2 separate regions of the Mus musculus genome follow, and region 2 is linked to region 1. A link is a contact called in public HiChIP or PLAC-seq data. All regions are on one chromosome and are shown on one strand. Each heading gives the region's core, a stretch centred on a gene start, on an enhancer-like site or on the middle of the called end of the contact. The rest is flanking DNA. Distances are from core to core; before and after follow the strand shown.

Evidence for each region. HiChIP or PLAC-seq counts read pairs in DNA pulled down with a chosen protein or histone mark.
Region 2: a contact with region 1 is called in an H3K27ac HiChIP or PLAC-seq map of SST interneurons, with 5 times the contacts expected there. The contact joins two enhancer-like sites. A contact is called at or near these places in 2 of 15 datasets of contacts at CTCF or cohesin (the NIH/3T3 cell line and large pre-B cells), 3 of 484 Hi-C or Micro-C datasets (bone marrow-derived macrophages, cerebral cortex and embryonic fibroblasts), 8 of 115 datasets of contacts at active chromatin or transcription factors (the SCID.adh cell line, SST interneurons, T-cell acute lymphoblastic leukemia and 5 more) and 1 of 9 other capture datasets (embryonic stem cells).

Annotation. Positions count from the first base shown.
Region 1 is chr14:64,200,926-64,205,108 of GRCm38.p6, reverse strand. The region is part of intron 5 of Msra (methionine sulfoxide reductase A); the gene reads left to right. Gm52129 (a long non-coding RNA gene) reads right to left here. Exons shown (of 3, transcript XR_003951176.1): 2 at 3,955-4,091; 3 at 1-1,953. Among named protein-coding and RNA genes, the nearest start is that of Gm52129, 3.7 kb to the right of the region's middle. Within about 2 kb of position 1,773, at least 38 of the 459 cell types and tissues checked have an H3K27ac peak or open chromatin away from gene starts, as enhancers often do. A contact at or near this core is called in SST interneurons, where this site is marked.
Region 2 is chr14:64,479,920-64,484,102 of GRCm38.p6, reverse strand. No RefSeq gene overlaps it. Among named protein-coding and RNA genes, the nearest start is that of Msra, 41 kb to the right of the region's middle. Within about 2 kb of position 2,377, at least 4 of the 459 cell types and tissues checked have an H3K27ac peak or open chromatin away from gene starts, as enhancers often do. A contact at or near this core is called in SST interneurons, where this site is marked.

The DNA of each region.
Region 1 (4,183 bases), core at 524-3,023:
CTTGGTCTCCCAGACTCCATGCAACCATCACGCTATCATCCAGTAACAGTCCCTCTCATCATGTCTACAGTGTACCGTGCAATTCCCTACCAAGGCCTGGGGCCTTTGAGTGAAGCTGTAGGATTTCTGGATACCCAAGAAGTGCAGATTTGGACAGGGGTGTCCTTGCAGGGATGACTGTCTGTGGCCTTTATCTGCTTTTGCAAGGAGATTGGAATTTTCATGTTTATTCCCTCTACCTTCAAAGAAGACCTTCACTCCTAAAATGTGGTTGCACACCAGAAAACAGAGTGCAAAAGTAATCCTTACAGCTGGAAGAATATTTGTAAAAGAAATCTCTCTTTTTTCTTTCTTCCTTCCTTCCTTCCTTCCTTCCTTCCTTCCTTCCTTCCTTTCTTTCTTTCTTTCTTTCTTTCTTTCTTTCTTTCTTTCTTTCTTTCTCTCTCTCTCTCTCTCTCTCTCTCTCTCTCTCTCTCTCTTTTCTTTCTGTCTTTCTTCTCCTTCTCCTCCTCCTCCTCCTCTTCCTCCTTCTCCTTCTCCTCCTCCTCCTCCTCCTCCTCCTCCTCCTCCTCCTTCTCCTTCTTCTTCTTCTTCTTCTTTCTTCTTCCTTCCTTCTTTCCTTTCTCCCCTCCTTCCTTTCCTCTTCTCCTCCCCTCCTCTCTCCTTCCTCTCTCTTTTCAAATTAACATTTGGATGGTTTGCAAGAATGTTCTAGTACTGCCTTAGTTAGTATGTTTGAGCTTGAGTTAATTTCTCTGGGTAACAAATTTCTCTACAGATTTGCTATTAGAATTAAATGACATTTCATATATTTCTATTTTCCTTTCTTTTATCTAATGCATGTGCATTTATATCACACATGTAGTGATCCAATATACATAAGTTGAAGCTGAGTCCTTTTAGTTTCTGAACCCCCAAAATAGCTTAAATTATGCCACCTCAACTCAGAAATCCATTATATGCAATAATTATTCCACAATGCCAGTACTACCAGAGTACAGCCGGACTGGTGACACCCCCATCCCATGAGGCACATGCAGATCCTATGTGGCTCCTTCCAGGCATCTGTAGGCTGAAAATGACTTATCTCTTTCTCTTCCCCAGCAAATTAATAAATTAATTACCTTATCAAATATTAATTATGTACTGATTAGCATCCAGACTCATACTGTAGTTGTTTTGAGCAGAGCTGTCTGAAAGAAGTTCTTGGGAAGGTTGTAACCGACCAGTCCCTGTACAGTCCCTAGTGCTCACCAGTCACACAAACCCTACCCTGAAGGGAATTTCCTAGGACCTATACTGACATTTTCTGTCCTAAGCCATCCTTTCAGGGTCTCCTATTCATCTTTGTGTCCACAGTGCCTGCAACTGTGCTTGGCTCCTAGCACATGCCCTGCGAATATTTGTTGACCTAAATTAAAGAGATGGGGAGATGAACAAGTCCGTCATATTGTCTTTTATTATGGGCTGAATATTTCTGGGATTTCTCCATTGAACCTCCTCTGCTAAAGCCTTCTCCTCCCCTAGTGTGATGGTTTTTGATCTGGGTAATTTGGGTTAGATGAGGTCATACTGATAGAGCTCCCACGGAGGGATTTTCGTCCTTAGAAGAAAAGGCAGTAGGCACCAGGGGGCTACTTTCTGTTTTTACTCCTGTGTTCAGGGAAGATGTGTAAACACAACCTAAACATCTACGAGGCAGGAGAAGGGGCCTTGCAATACAACCTGCCTTGCTATACTTTGCCCTTTACCAAAGTCCACAGTCCTGCTGTGTGCCTCCAGTCTGAGGTATTTTTCCAGAGCAGACTGAGACAGCTGTGTTGTGTGTGCTCAGCTCCGAGGAGGGAAGGGAAGAATCATAGCCTTGGATGAGAAGAGCCAGCTGGGGCCCTGGCTCTGGCTTCACCTACGTGACCTTGGATTCGTCTCTGCAGCTCCAGTTCCTCCTGTGAACTGGAGAGAAGACACACACTGAGAGTCTTCATAAATCTCAAGGGTTCTTAACATTTTTCCCTCCCATTATGCCGAATGACCTTCACACCACACAAGGGCATAGGGCAAGATCTGTTCTCCTACCTCTGTTGCTAGGAAACTGAAGCCCAGAGGGGTACATTTTCATTCCCAGAACAACCTCAATAGAAAATGTAGAGGGTTATGGTCAGTTGACTCAGAATTCCACGTGTGTTTCAGCCATGTTGCGTGGATAATAGCTGTGTAATCTATCAGGTTATGAATATTGGGATGTGATGGGGTGACTCCGGAGACTAGGCTGCTAGCAGTGGCCTTGTCACCTTTTCCACAGGCCCCAAATTCCAAACAACTTAAAAGAAAGGACTGCGTAATCTTCCCTTTGTCACGAAAATGGCAGAATCATCCCGGATTCTTTGTTCCCAGGGAAGAAGTAGGTTCCGTGTTATTATATTCTCTCTGCTGCTATGTTTAAAACCTGTAAGTACGCCAACGGATTCCTATGGAACGCTACAGCAACCATTAGGAGACTGTGGGTGTCAGTAGCTGTTTTATGGCTTGGAGATTAGACAGCTCTTCATCTTTTTACCTTTTTTTTTTTTAACGTGTGCTATTGTTTACAGCACAAAGTTATGATTTAAAATGCCCATGGAAGTTCCTGAATAATTCATGCATTTACCTTAGGCTGAGAGAACCATCCCTCTCTGTGCTCTATACTAGATATGGAATTCTTGTTAGACCCCCTCTTGGAGCTCGGAGGTTGTAATTATGGATAGTATTATGAACTCTAAATAGGAACTTGTGAAATAAATATTTTTAAAATGCCCGTTTCTGCGAGCCAGGCATCTGCATTTCTGTGTTTGCAGCCAGACAGAGGGCTAGCTCTTTAGCCTAATGGCTCACTTGCATCTTGATTATTTTCATTTCCACTTATTACTGCATGTTAGACTCCCTGTGTATGAGTACAGATTGCCCTTTCTTGCACTGTATTTAGAAATCTCTGCATTACCCCTGGGCATTTGTTCATTAATAGGGGGTGGGGAGAGGAAAGGCTTGTAATAATGGGCTTTACGCATTAAACCGGGCACATCCACATTCAGGCCCGGAGGAAAAATATCTGGTTTGTGTTACTGCCCCCTGGTGGTTGTTGACTTTCACTGCAGTGTCAAGGAAGCTAGTCTTCTGTGGGGGACTTTGGCTTGCAGGGGCAGCTTCCCAGAGCTGCACAGAACTGGGCACTGTCAGGCAATCATTCACACTTGATCATTGCTTTTCATTCAGGTGAACCACAAATGCCTGAGGATCTCAGGTGCAGGCCAGATTGTTGTTAAAATACAGCAATCTTTCTGGGCTGGGAGATGGGTCATTTTGTGTATAGACACAAAAACCCCCCTAGTAACATAGGGTGATGCTTAAATGAATGAATACAGTTTGTGGGGCCACCCCCACTCATCTTTCAAGAACATGGAAAAGTCCCAGTAGCACCCATTGTAATCCATGAGAAGATTTTTGGCTACATCCAGATGAACGATTCTTTTTCTTTTAATTGCTATGTGTTTACGTGTGTTAGGTAAGCTGCAGGGACTGTTTGAAACCCATGATCTCTGAACCTTGCCGTTTAAGTGAAGATCAGAAAATGACAGATACGCTTGCAGCTGCGTTCTGTGCTGGGCTGCGTCTTCTGTCGGTCTGTAGGCAGAAACACAGGGCAGCATGGCTGTGTCCTTGGTGAATGACCTTGGACTGTAAACCACTCTAAGCATGGGTTTCCTGATTTAAAAAAAAAAAAAAAAAAGACATAAAAACAGTGACTGCCTCTTAGGGAGTTCTGTGATCCATCCGGTGTGCTGTGTATATAACATGTCTGTCACAGCACAGGTGCTCTGTCAATTCCAGATTCTTCCTACTTGTCTCTTCACACCCCAGGACACCTCTCTCAGAGCCTGCCTCTCCACATTCCCATAATGCTTTGCTTGCAACACTCACTTCATCAGACCCATTATAAGAGTTTCTGTGCTGTTTCTGCCTCTTGGTGATGAATGAGATCTTCTTGGCTTTGCTCACCTCCCCCTCTTCCCTGTGGCATTCCTTGGCACAAAGCAGCCGCTCTGAGCACGCCGGTCCTGTGAATTAAACCCCAGTGCAACATAACTATATGTAGCATTTCCCCATCCTCCCACACATGCAATGACTGTCATGCATCTGATTAAGATAG
Region 2 (4,183 bases), core at 1,128-3,627, 280 kb before region 1:
TAGAGATTCCTCTGTTGAGAATTCTGTTTAGCTCTATGCCTCATTTTGGGGGGGGGGTTGTTTTGTTTTGTTTTGTTTTGTTTTTCAAGACAGGGTTTTTCTGTGTAGCCCTGGCTGTCCTGGAGCTCACTTTGTATACCAGGCTGGCCTCAAACTCAGAAATCCGCCTGCCTCTGCCTCCCAAGTGCTGGGATTAAAGGCGTGCACCACCACTGCCCGGCTCTATGCCTCTATTTTAATGGGGTTATTTGGTTTGTTGGTGTCTAATTTCTTGAATTCTTTGTATATTTAGGATATTAACCCTCTGTCAGATGTAGGATGGGTAAAGACTTTTTTTCCCCATACTGTAAGCTGCCGTTTTTTCCTATTGATGGTGTCCTTCATCTTATAGAAGCTTTTCAGTTTCATGAGGTCCCATTTATTAATTGTTGACCTTAGTGCCTGAACTATGGGTGTTCTTTTCAGGAAGTTGTCTACTGTGCCAATGTGTTCCAGGATGCTCCCACTTTCTCTTCTATTAGATTTAGTGTGTCCAGTTTTATGTGGAGGTCTTTGATACCCTTGGACTTGAATTTTGTGCAGGGTGATAAATGTAGATCTATTTGCATTCTTCTACATGCAGACATCCAGTTAGACCAACACCATTAGTTGAAGATACTTTCTTTTTTCCTTTATATGGTTTCGCCTTCTTTGTCAAAAATCTAGTGTCTACAGGTGTGTGGGTTTATTTCTGGGGCTTCAGTTCTATTGATCAAGTTGTCTGTTTTTATGCCAGTACCATGAAGTTTTATTACTTTTGCTTTGTGGTACAGCTTGAAATCTGATGGTGATTAGAAGTTCTTTTATTGTACAAGATTTTTTGAGATATCCTGGGTTGGTTTGTTTTGTTTTTTCCATATAAAGTTGAGAATTGTACTTTCAAGGTCTATAAAGAATTGTGTTGAATTTTTGATAGAAATTGCAATAAATCTGTAGATTGCTTTTGGTAACATAGCCATTTTTACTATGTTAATTTTACCAATCCATGAGCATGGGAAATATTTTCTTTTGTTTGTTTGTTTGTTTGTTTATTTTTCGAGACAGGGTTTCTGATATCTTCCTCAATTTCTTTCTCCAGAGACTTGAAGTTCTTGTCATACAGGTCTTTAACTTGCTTGGTCAGAGTTACACCAAGATATTTTATATTATTTATAGCTATTGTAAAGAGTGCTGCTTGCCTAAGTTCTCAGCCTGTTTGTATAAAGGAGGACTATTGATTTCTTTGAGTTAATTTTGTATCCAGCCACTTTGCTGAAGGTATTTATCAGTGTTGGAGTTCTCTGGTAGAATTTTTGTGGTCACTTATGTATACTCTCATATCATCTGCGAATAGTGATACTTTGACTTCTTCCTTTCCAGTTTGTATCCCCCTTGATCTCCTTTAGTTGTCTTATTGCTCTAGCTAGAACTTCAAGTGCCTTGTTGAATAGATACAGAGTGAGTGAACAGCCTTGTCCCTGATTTTTAGAGGAATTGCTTTAAGTTTCTCTACATTTAATTTGCTCTAGGCTGTTGGCTGGCTGTATATTCCCTTGATTGCTTTTTGACAGTCAAGAGTCTCTACTTCATCCGAATGGAAGTCTCTGAGGAGCTCACAGGCCACTCTAGGCTGCAGCACAGAGCAGTGCTTCTCAGCTTTTGTTCCCTCTGACCTTCTGCCATGCAGCTTAGCTCTATCTGCCTTGCTACATCATTTTTTTACGATGCTCATCCAGTATTTTACCTGCTTATGTCTACTTTTTTTTTACCCAATGCTATGTGAGTGACACCCACCTATATCATGCATTCATTTACAGTTATATGCTATGTGAACATACTGCAACTTATCCATTTCCTTAATTGAAAGGTTACCTTGTGTGAAGAGGACGTGGCCAGAAAGCCCCAGGAATATGGAGTAAAATGGTTTTACTCTTAAGTCCTGTCTCTGTCTACTATCAGCAGGAAATGCAGATGAAGACAGGCCCTACCTTCGAAGTGCTTGGCTATTCTGCCTGGGCAACACTTTGAGGATATGGGTCCGCCAACAAAAGCCCTCAAATGAATGTGGATGTGATTCAAAACACCACATAGGAACGAAGAAACAATGAAAACAATGAACAGGATGTAAAACACAAAGCATGGTGAAAAGAGACCCAGACCTTCCAGATGAAGCAGAGAGGCTTAGGGGCAGGGGAAGGGAGGTGGGACAGAGAGCAGTAGGTCAGACTGCACACAACATTGACTGGGTTGGTTGTCTGTATCCATGAGTCTGATTAAGCTACATTCACAGGAAGGCACTAATCCTCTGCTGAAGCAGAACAGGCTCCGTTTGCTGTTTGTTGGTTCTCTTGGTATTCTGTTGGCATCTCCTCTTTGATCACTTTAAGTGTATTTTGTTCAGTTCACATGAATTTTTTTCCCCAGTCCCTGAAACAGCAACGGAGTTGAATAAACCAATCATTATGCAAAATCAATGCTCATCACGGCTATGAGAATGTTTGATATTTCAGCCAATTTCACTTTTCTACATTGCTGTTTAATTATTTTTTTTTAAATCAGGATCTGTGGATCATATATATTCTAGTACTTTTTGTAGAATGTATTATAATTTATTTTATTCATTTCTTTTATTGACTTGATTGAAGGTGCTCTGAAATCTCAATAATCAGCACACTAACATATTAATAATTGTGGCTAGGTCCCAGCAAGCGGTAGGAAGATAATTGCCGAGCTAATACCGGCACAATATATAAATTATTCATTAAAACATATAGTGCCTATTTGATTATGTTACAGCCTACCAGCAAAAACATGCTTTACTGGGGACTCTCATTTTGATTAAAAAAATAGAGAAGAGCCATGCATTCGGGCAGATTCAGAGAGGTAATAATTTGGCTGCTTTAGGGATTAAACTCAAAGGGAATGTAAATGATTGACAGATTTTAAAATAAGTCGGGGCGGGATTTGGCTTGGTAGATCTCTGCCCCACCTCTAGGCTGTAGCTCCGAGGGCTGAAACAATAGGAATTTACTTTCTCACAGTTCTGGAGGGTGGAAATCCAAGACCAAGGGCTCAGCTGAGCTGATTTCTTTTCGGCTTGATGGTGGCCTTATCGTTTCTGTTCCTTATATGAGTGTTTCAAATCTGTGTCAAATCGATGAAAATATAACTAATATTCAGGCCTACCCATTTATTCTCATTTTGTCTTAATTAACCCTTGTTTTTTTATTGTATAAATGTTTACATTAATTAATTGTGCATGCTTGTATGTGCTTGCATGTGTCTGTGCTTGTACATGTGTGTGTGTGTATATGTGTGTACTTGTGAACTTGCCCGTGTCACAGCATGCCTGTGGAGGTCAGAGAATAACTTTTGGGAGTTGGTTCTCTCCTAAAATCATGTGGGATCTTGAAATCAGACTCAGGTCATTATACTGAGTCATCTATATTTGAGGCAGCAGTACTACTGGGATCTCGCAATGACATCTCCTCAGCTTGCTCCCCAGTCCTTGTGTTCTCCATCAAAATGATTCAGAAAAGGGCACAGTGTGAAGAGACCTGGAGTTATTACAAAATAATAGGAGCTATTCTTAAGGGTGATGGTAGGCCAAGACCAAAGGGACCACTGTGGTAGAAAACATTCTCATGGGTTGACAGTGGACAAATGGCCTGAGAGACCATTGTGTCACCCTACAGGTGGACTCTATAAGTATTTTCTAAAGTCTCTTGAACAGATAGCTTTCCTGAAGGGTGTTTTTCTGTTCAGATGATTGACAGGCCCATTTGGATGAAGCAAGACAGTGCTATCTCCCTTCTTTGAAGAAATCTCTCTTGCTAGATAGTGATCTTACAATCTCCCTAGCAGTTCAGAAGTCATGTTTCTACCCAAGGCAAAGATACAACTCAGACTAGAACAGATTAAAAAAAGAATGAGAGAGAGAGATTGAGAGAGAGAGACAGAGACAGAGAGAGACAGACAGAGACAGAGAGACAGAGAGAGAGAGAGAACAAAAACAAGTCCTTAAGAGTGGCCATGCTTACCTGGGGGAAATAGCCTTGATGGGTCTCAGCAAGGTGACCTCCTCAAGGCTTATGAGTTTCGTCATGGGGCCAGTTTAGATATGTAATACATCACATGGCATCCCATCTAAATCCTAAATGGGAAA